Linked DNA regions of Sus scrofa: region 1 is linked to region 2. A link is a contact called in public Hi-C data. All regions are on one chromosome and are shown on one strand. The core of a region is the stretch at or near the end of the contact, and the rest is flanking DNA. Distances in the headings are between cores, read along the strand shown. Region 1 overlaps SULT2B1 (sulfotransferase family 2B member 1). Region 2 holds the start of CCDC114 (coiled-coil domain-containing protein 114).

Region 1 (4,618 bases), core at 1,523-4,022, 190 kb before region 2:
TTTGTGTCCACCTCCCTTCCCTTGGTCACAGGAATATTTAACGCCTAAGGGTATATTATTATTATTATTATTATTTTCTTTTTAGGGCTGCACCTACGGCATATAGAAGTTCCTGGGCTAGGGTTCGAATCAGAGCTGCAGCTGCCAGCCTACACCACCACCACAGCCACGCTGGATCCTTAACCCACTGAGCAAGGCCAGGGATTGAACCCGCATCCTCGTGGACACTATGTCAAGTTCTTAACCCACTGAGCCACAACGGGAGCTCCTATTCATAGACCTCAATGAAACATCTTAATATACGCACAGATTTTAAAGCAAAGTTTCTCCCCCTCCTGGGGCTCCACCCGAGAGAAACAAAAACTCGTATTCTCACCAACATCTATATAGCTGCCCTGTTTAGAATTCTGAAAACTGAGAACGACCCAAATATTCGTCAACAGGTGAGTGGATAAACGGAAGTACAGGTATACCACACAATTACTACTCAGCAAAGACAAGAAACTCTTTTTTTTTTTTTTTTTTTTTTTGGCTGCCCTCACAGCGTGCAGAAGTTCCCCGGGCCAGGGATCGAACCTGCACCACAGCAGTGACCTGAGCCACAGTAGTGACAGTGCTGGATCCTTAACTGCTAGGCCCCTGGGGAACTCCTAAAAACAAAACTCTGATACCCACAACCATATGAATGAGTCTCAAAGGCATTGTGGAGGAAGGAAGCCGATTCAGGAGGTCACAACCTGCCTATTTCCATTTATGGGACTACAGTGGCCAGAATGATGGCCTCCAGACATCCGTGGCCCCATCTCCAGAAACTGCGAATACGTTCCATTGCACCATAAAAGGGATTTTGCAGCTGCGGTTATGTTAGGGGTTTTGAACTTGGGAGAGAGGCCGGTGAGTCCTGAATGTAACCACAGGGTCCTTATAAGAGGGAGGCAAGAGGGTCAGAATCAGAGCAAGAAGATGTAAAGACAAGCAGAGGTTAGAGAGAAGGGAGTTTGCGAGATCCTATACAGCTGGCCCTTTTTTCTTTTTCTTTTTGGCCGCTCCTGCAGCCTAGGGAAGTTCCTGGGCCAGAGATTGAACCCAAGCCCCAGCAGTGACAACACTGGATCCTTAACCTGCTGCACCACCAGGGAATTCCATGCAGCTGGCTTTGAAAATGGAGGAAGGGGCCACAAGCCAAGGGATGCGGGTGACCTCCAGGAGCTGGAAAAGGCACAGAAGGACCCTGGAGGAACGCCAATCTGCTGATGCTTCGATGTGAGCCCAGCCATGCTGGAGTTGGCCTTCTGACCTACAGAAATGCAGGTGCGTACGTCTGTATGGCTTTAAGCCACTCCATTGGTGGTCATTTGCTGCAGCAGCAATAGGAAAGGCATAGATCACTTTTGAAAATACAGGGGAGTTCCTCGGTGGCCTAGTGGTTAAAGATTTTGGCGTTGTCACTGCTGTGGCATGGGTTCAATCCCTGGCCTGTGAACTTCCAAATGCTGCAGATGCAGCCAATGAAACACCACACACACCCACACACATCCACACACACCCGCAGAAGTATAAGAACAGGAAATAAATCAGTAGCGGGGCGGGGGGGGGGGAAATGGGGCTGCGGGTGGGGGTGGGGCAGCTAGGACTGGGATAGGGTGGACCCTTCAAGGGTTGATGGTGCAGTTTTGTATCCTGACTGTGGTGATGGTTACACAAATCTATACATGTGTTAAAATTCATAAAGTGATACACTCGCTCACACACAAATCAATTTCACTGATTGATTTTTTTTAAAAAACCTCCTTCCTATAAATACTTAATGCCCATTAGCCATTAGTATAATAAGACATCCCGCCGGCCAGCATCCCTCTTGGCTACCCAGGTTGTGCAGAGAAGCAACTCCTGCCTACATTCCAGGCCTGGCTTGGATGTGCTGTGTGACCTGAGATCACTCTCAAGCCCTCTCTGGTCTCATTTGAAGAATGAGCAGTGATGGGGGACATCCAGTCTGATGTCCAAAGAGAGCTCCCCATCTCGGACCTTTAGGCCATTTAGCCTGAGGGGAGGCAAATTCATTAATTCAGCCCAGAGATTTTTTTGGGGGTGGGGGGCGCCCCATGACATATGGATCTTAAACCTCTGGCCAGGGATTAAGATTCAAGAGGTAGTTGCCTCCTAAGCTACACCTGAGGCAATGCAGGATCCTAACCCACTGTGCTGGGCAGAGGATCCGGCCTGCATCCTGGTGCTGCAGAGACACTGGCCATTCCATGGCGCCACAGCGGGCACTCCTCAGCCCCCACATTTTCACTAAATGCCTACTATGTGCCAGGAGCGGAGGGATACAAAAGCCAAAAAACAAACAAAAAACAAAACAAAGCCAAAAAACGCCCCCAAAACAAAACCAAACCTAATGCGGTTTACATTTAAATGAACAATAACGTTAAAGCAGGATGTTTTACAAGTAGCGCCTCGGAAGGGGGTGGGAAAACCTGAAGCGGTGCGGGATGGGGTGCGTCTGGGGTCAGGAGGGTTTGCAGTTTGAGACGGATGGAGTCAGGCGAGGGCTCGCTGAGATCGGTGGAGGTCGAGCCGACCTGAAGGAGCGGAGGGACCAGTGTTGTGTGGGGACCAGAGGGGACCATGAGTGCAAAAGAAGGGAGAGGCCACGGGGGTTCAGGGCTCTGGTGGGACGGGAACCGCCGCCCCCCCCCACCTTGTGAGCGGCCCCGCCCTCCAGGAATGCGATTCAGTTTCAGGAGGACTTTGCTGACTCACAGCGGGCGCCTGTGGTCCACTTGACTTTCTCCGCAGGCAGCGCAGCGCCAAGGCTCCTGGAGCCCGGGCTGGGTTCAGTGCGCCTCGTTGCCAGAACGCCCGGCGTCAGCTGCTCTGCTTTCGCCCGGGCTGGTCTCCCTTGCAGGAGTGCCTTGCCTCGCCTCCCGAAATTGTGCTTGGAGCCCATCTGGGCAAGCGTCCCCACCTCCGGCCACCTCCACCTCAGCGGAATGACTCATGCCTTGGCCGCAGCGCGGAGAATCAGGTTCTTTCGCCCTCCTACTCCTGGCTGCGGTGGCAGGCGGCCCAGGGGGTGGGGTGGGGAATGATTAGAGGAACCTCTCTGCGAGGTCACTTGGCAGCTTGTAAATTATACAGGCCACCTCCCCCAAAGCAGAGGGTGCGCGCGTCCAGGGTGCATTTTTACCTATCGCAGCATCCATCCTGTTTATTTCTTTCACTAGTCCTCTTAATACTTAGCAACTATTTTCTTTGTCTAGTGACTTCTTTCAATCCATCTTCCCCACTAGTAATGCGGTTACAAGGGAGCCGAAATTCTGCGTCTCGCGTCTCCCGCCTCCAAGAACCAGCATCAGACAGGCAACAGTCCATTACATCTATTAGATGCACCAATGAACTTGACCCCCAGGCATTTCCTGGGTGGGTGCCCTTGAGGAAGTGCCCAGGATATAGGTACCGCGAGGCTACTTGCAGCATCGTTTATAAGATGAACCTGAACAACAGAGAACTGGTTAGATACATCAGAACTGGATGAACTGGATCACAGCTGGAAAACACTGAAATCCAGCCATTCAAAAGGAGGCGTTTCTGTGGATTTGGGTTACGCATATATGTCTCAAACTGGCGCATTTCACATGCGTGCAATGTACCGCACAGAAACAGCTTCCATCTGGAAAAAGCCATAAGCCAATATCGAAGTCTGTGTATACGCAGCCTGGCAAGTTTAAGGTGAATGTTCTGATGTCTGTGGCTTACTGCTTTGAAACTCACCACAAATAAGAAGGATGGCTGGATGGAGAGAAGGACGCACAGACATAGGATAAAGCAAGTATAATAAAATGTTAGGGATAGCAGGTATAGAGAGCAGTTCATTAAATCATTCCACCAACTTTTTTTTTTTTTTTTTTTTTTGCTTTTTAGGGCCTCACCCACGGCATAGGAAGTTCCTAGGCTAGAGGCAGAATCAGAGCTGTAGCTGCCAGTCTAGCCACAGCCACAGCAATGCCAGATCCGAGCTGCGTCTACGACCTACACCACAGCTCATGGCAACATCGGGTCCTTAACCCACTGAGCGAGGCCAGGGATTGAACCCACATCCTCATGGATCCTAGTCAGGTTCGTTAACCACTGAGCCACGAAGAGAATTCCCATCCACCAACATTTTTATAAGTTTTGAAAATCTCATAATAAAATGTTAGAGGAGTGAAGAAGTGGCATTTATTTGGGAAGATGACTGAGATATTACAAAAAGTGTAATGTTTGACAAGAGACAGATATAAAGTAGTATCTTAATTATGTTTAAAAAATAAGTAGGGGCATTCCCGTTGCGGCTCAGCACTAATGAACGTGACTAGGATCCATGAGGTTTCGGGTTTGATCCCTGGCCTGGCTCTGTGGGTTAAGGATCCAGTATTGCCGTGAGCTGTGGTGTAGATGACAGGCGAAGCTTGGATCCTGCATTGCTGTGGCTGTGGTGTAGGCCGGCAGCTGTAGCTCTGATTTGACCTCTAGCCTGGGAACTTCCATATGCCTCAGGTGCAGCCCTAAAAAACAAACAAAATAAATAAATAAAAACAAGTAGGGAGTTCCCATTGTGGCTCGGAGGTAATGA
Region 2 (4,517 bases), core at 1,784-4,283:
ATTCGCAGGCCTCTTGCTCTGGGACCGCTGTCGTCTTTCCTTGATGGGGCTTGGGACTGGGCACTCAGAGGGGGGGGAGGCTGGAGGAGGAGCCACATTCCTGCAGCGTGGAGAGGGCTGAGGGCTGGTGGGCTGGGCACCATGGTGGGGATCAGGGGATGGGAAACAGAGAAGTGTGCAACTCTGGAGCGGCGGCAGGAGGTGGAAATTAACAATCCCAAGTGCTACCACTTCCTACCTGGAGAACCGACCAATTATTTCAACTCTGAGCCTTAGTTTCTGAATCAAGGAGGTGGATCCAATACTACCAATAATACGATAATACACTAACACTGATAATAACAATTCTGATACCTATTCTCATTTTTTTTTTTTTTTTTTTTTTTTTGCTATTTCTTGGGCCGCTCCCGCGGCATATGGAGGTTCCCAGGCTAGGGGTCGAATCGGAGCTGTAGCCACCAGCCTACATCAGAGCCACAGCAACGCAGGATCCGAGCCGCGTCTGCAACCTACACCACAGCTCACGGCAACGCCGGATCGTTAACCCACTGAGCGAGGGCAGGGACCGAACCTGCAACCTCATGGTTCCTAGTCGGATTCGTTAACCACTGCGCCACGACGGGAACTCCATCATTTTTTTTTTTTTTTTTTTTTTTTTTTTTAGGGCTGCACCTGCAGCATAGAGAAGTTCCCAGGCCAGGGGTTGAATCAGATCTGCAGCCGCTGGCCTACACCACAGCCACCCTGTGGGATCCAAGCCACATCTGCAGCTTCTGGCAATGCTGGATCCTTAACCCACTGATCGAGGCCAGGGATCAAGCCCGCATCCTCATGGATACTAGTCGGGTTCTTAACCCACTGAGCCACAGAGGGGACTCCCCTCATATTTACTCTAAACGAACAAGGTAATACCAGTACACGAACACACCTAACACTTTTATTTCTCTCTTCATCAAACATTTATTGAACATCTATTATGAACCAAGAGTTAATAATGAAGAAAACAGATGCGAGCCCTGCAGCTTACCTTCTTGGTGAGGGAGAGAGACAATAAAGGGGAACCATCAGTGAAGATAGATTTCAGAGAGTGATAAGTGCTCTGAAGGAAATAGAGAGGCATCGATAATGATGAGAGGCCGCTTTAAAAGGGTGATCAGGGAGTTCCCCTCATGGCACAGGGGAAACGATTCTGACCAGGAACCATGAGGACGTGGGTTCGATCCCTGGGTTCGCTCAGTGGGTTAAGGATCTGGCTTTGCCGTGAGCTTGGTGTAGGTCACAGACACATCTCAGATCCTGTGTTGCTGGCTGTGGTGTAGGCTGGCAGCCGTAGCTCCGATTATACCCCTAGCCTGGGAACCTCCACGTGCCACAGGTGCAGCCCTAAAAAGAGAACAATAAAAAATAAAGAAATAAAGAAAAATAAGGGTGATCAGGCAAGGCTTCTCTGAGAAGGTGACATCTAAGCTGAGACTTGAAGGCAGGAGTCATTTGAATGCTGGCGGGGGGTGGGGGGAGGAAGTGCACAGGCCTTTGAGAACAAGCTCAGGTTGTTTGGGGAGCAGACAGAAGGGCCAGTGTGGCTAGAACGTAGGGAGCTAGAGGGAGTGGTAGGAAGGGAAATCAAAGAGGCCCTTGAAGCCCAGAGGAGGAGTTTGGATTTTATTCTAAGTGCAGTGGGAAACCATTGGAGGGTTTTAAACAGAAGTGCAGTACCAGGGACTTAATGTAAACTATAATAATAATGATATTATTATTATTTATTCTTGGGTTACTGTGCTGGGATGGGAGGTGATGACCACTATGTACCTGGGTCTCTTGGCAGGCTTGGGTGCTGTTGGGTGTACCTGGGTGTTGGCAAGGACAAGGGAACTAGGTGCCTGGGGTTCTGATGTGGAGTGAAAGCTGGAGAACTGAAAATCCTGGGTCCCTCCAAGGGAAGGGAACTGGATGAGGGGATGTCTGGGTATATGATGGGGCCACAACTAGAAGACCGAAAGCAGCTGGTCATCTGGGCTCCTTGAAGGTGTGAGGGAGGGGCGGTCCAGTAACCCGGGAGACCTGGAAGCTGGGTACCACTGTAGCACAGACTCTATAGAGACACACTGGCTAGATTCAAATAAAAGCTGCTTGACTCATTAACTGTGATTTGGGGGCAAGTTACTAATTTTGCTATGCCTCAGTTTCTGTCTGTAAAATAGGTATAATAATAGTAAATACATCACAGAGCAGTTCTTAGAGGAGTGACTGGCACATAGTAAGCACTGTGGTAAGTGCTTGTGATGCTAGTCATTGGGGCTCTGAGTGGATTCAGTACTGGGAGACCTGAGATCAAGGTCTCTAGGATTTGGGGAAGTGGCAAATTCTTGGGTCCATTGGGCCCAAGGCTAAAAAGTTGGGAGTACAAAATGAAAATACTAAATAAAATGGGGGGGGGATAAGTAGTTCCATCTTACATCTTGGAGAAGAACAGAGACTGGGGGTCTGAACTCAGGCCCTGAATAAGTTAGAAAGTCTGGGTCACTGGAGGAAACATGAGACCTGAGATCCCATGCTCTTCCTGGAGTGGAGGTAAATTGGATTGGACCTGGGTCCTGGGAGGAGTCTGGGAACCAGGGGCTAGGGAAATGAAAATCTGAGCGGGAGGAAGTGGAGAACAGGAGGCTAGACCTCTGAATCAAGTTCCCTGAGTGGAATCAGCGCCGGAGTTGGGTACCCTGGGGATGTTCCAGGCGGGGGTCCCCCATGCTAGGATCCTGTAGAAGGGGGGAAACTCAAGGGACTCGTGGTGGGATCTCCCCTATCTGGGCCTCCAAGGCCACGAGCTGAGCGCCAGCGGGTCGCTTCCTCCCACAGGAAACCGCAGGCGTCAGACACACCCAGCCTGCAGGGAGCTGCGCCCACTGCCCTCCCGCTTGGAGGAGGCCCACGTGGGCAGCAGCCTGCCGTCAAGGGGGCGTGCCCTGTGGCGCGAGGGGGCGTGACCACAGGGCGGGGCCGGAAAGCGGGACAACACAGAGCGCCCTAGACCCCGCCCACTTCCGCCTCTCAGTGCGCGGACCTCTTAAGTGGTTGAGGGGTTTTGGCTGCCTTTCCCGAGGCCGTTGGCCGCGCATGCGTAGTGCGCCGCTTCGAGGACCTGAGGCAGTGGTGAGCGCTCCTTCCCCTAGCAACTCCCAGCATCGGCACCGCCACCTTGCTAATGAATCCTCAAAATAACGTGATCTTAATCATCTGAAGACGCGCATCTCTCGCGCCCCATCCCGAAACACCTTGGCCCAGCTCCAAAACCTTCCAGACGTTTCCCTCCCAGCCCCGCCTCCACAGACTCCTTTGGCTCAGATATCCCCTCCCGGAAACACACATCGCGCCCCTGACGACCCCAACAGACCATCAGGACCTCCCCCAAGCTTTCCAAGCCTGAGTGCCTCCTAGTTAGCCCTGTCTACCACAAGCTCTGGAATCCGCGTACTTCCTGCGCCCTCCCACCAGGCCCCTCACGTGTTCTTCCAACCACGCCCCTCACCAGCCCCCGAAGCCCCACCCTTCACAAGGCCCGCAGCCACGCCCTTTACAGGTATCCTTGCACCCCTCCCTCAGGGCCCCGAAGCTCCGCCCTGCACCGGTATCTGCGTCCCTGCCTTCACAAGGTCCCCCAGCCACAACCCTCTTGGGCCCCTCCAGCCCTGCCCTTCCTTCGCAAGCCCTGAAGCCCACACCCTCAGGCCGGCCTCGCCTCAGAGGCCCTTCCAGCCCCGCCCATCGTAGGCCTCTACGGCTCCGCCCCTCGCAAGGCCTCCAGCCCCGCCCCTCGTAAGGCCTAGAGCCCCGCCCCCTCAGCCCTCCAGTCCCGCCGCTTGCTGGGCTCCCCTAGCACATCTGTTCACAGCACCCGAGCTCCCCGCAGGTCTCCTCGCGGCCTCCTAGCCCCTCCTCCCCAGCCGCCCCTCCCACGGCTTTCTTCTGTGGCCTTGGTCCCTCCCCGGCTGCTGTCCCCAGGCCTCATTGGTCTCTTATCTCCCCAGTAACCAGACCACAACACTGAGCTTGGAGTACCCAGGACAGGTCCAGCACTCCGGCAGGTAGGGACCGGCCTCGCTCCCCTCAGCCGACGGGGGTGGGGTGGTTCTCCTTCCTCTGTGAGCCGCCTCCCCAAACCGCCCCCATCAGAGATACCGAGAGCCTAGAGGACCTGTCCCCCGCGCCAGAATCAGAGCCGCGACGCAAGACAGAGAGTGTGAGAGGTGGGAGGTCGGGAGGGGCATGGCAAGAGGCCTGAGAGATGCCCCCTCCAACCCGCTGGAGGGATTGCGACCCAAAGAGAGGCCAGAGCTGGTTCTGGGATCAGTTCCTAGCCTTTTGCCTTTCATCACCCACCCTCCTAGCCCTCTCCTGCTCGCCTCCTGAAGGGGTCCTCTTTGGCCAAGATGCCTTTGGGACTCTCTGCTGGGAGCACCCGCTCCGAAGATGGAAGCGAGGCCTTCTTGGAGGGAATGGGTAATTCGTACATTCTTGAT

The links. Hi-C and Micro-C count contacts between places; a contact is called where the count stands out from the background.
Region 1: a Hi-C map of embryonic fibroblasts shows a contact between it and region 2, with 1.9 times the contacts expected there. The contact joins the enhancer-like site here to the promoter of CCDC114 in region 2. A contact is called at or near these places in 1 of 5 promoter capture datasets (liver), 1 of 47 Hi-C or Micro-C datasets (embryonic fibroblasts) and 2 of 2 datasets of contacts at active chromatin or transcription factors (alveolar macrophages and skeletal muscle).

What each region holds. Positions count from the first base shown.
Region 1 is chr6:53,940,610-53,945,227 of Sscrofa11.1, reverse strand. The region is part of intron 1 of SULT2B1 (sulfotransferase family 2B member 1); the gene reads right to left. Among named protein-coding and RNA genes, the nearest start is that of SULT2B1, 15 kb to the right of the region's middle. Within about 2 kb of position 2,772, at least 14 of the 83 cell types and tissues checked have an H3K27ac peak or open chromatin away from gene starts, as enhancers often do. A contact at or near this core is called in embryonic fibroblasts and skeletal muscle, where this site is marked.
Region 2 is chr6:53,753,024-53,757,540 of Sscrofa11.1, reverse strand. It overlaps CCDC114 (coiled-coil domain-containing protein 114), which reads left to right and starts at 3,033. Exons shown (of 15, transcript XM_021094655.1): 1 at 3,033-3,150; 2 at 4,026-4,497. The coding sequence starts at 4,428. It also overlaps a transcript of EMP3 not described here.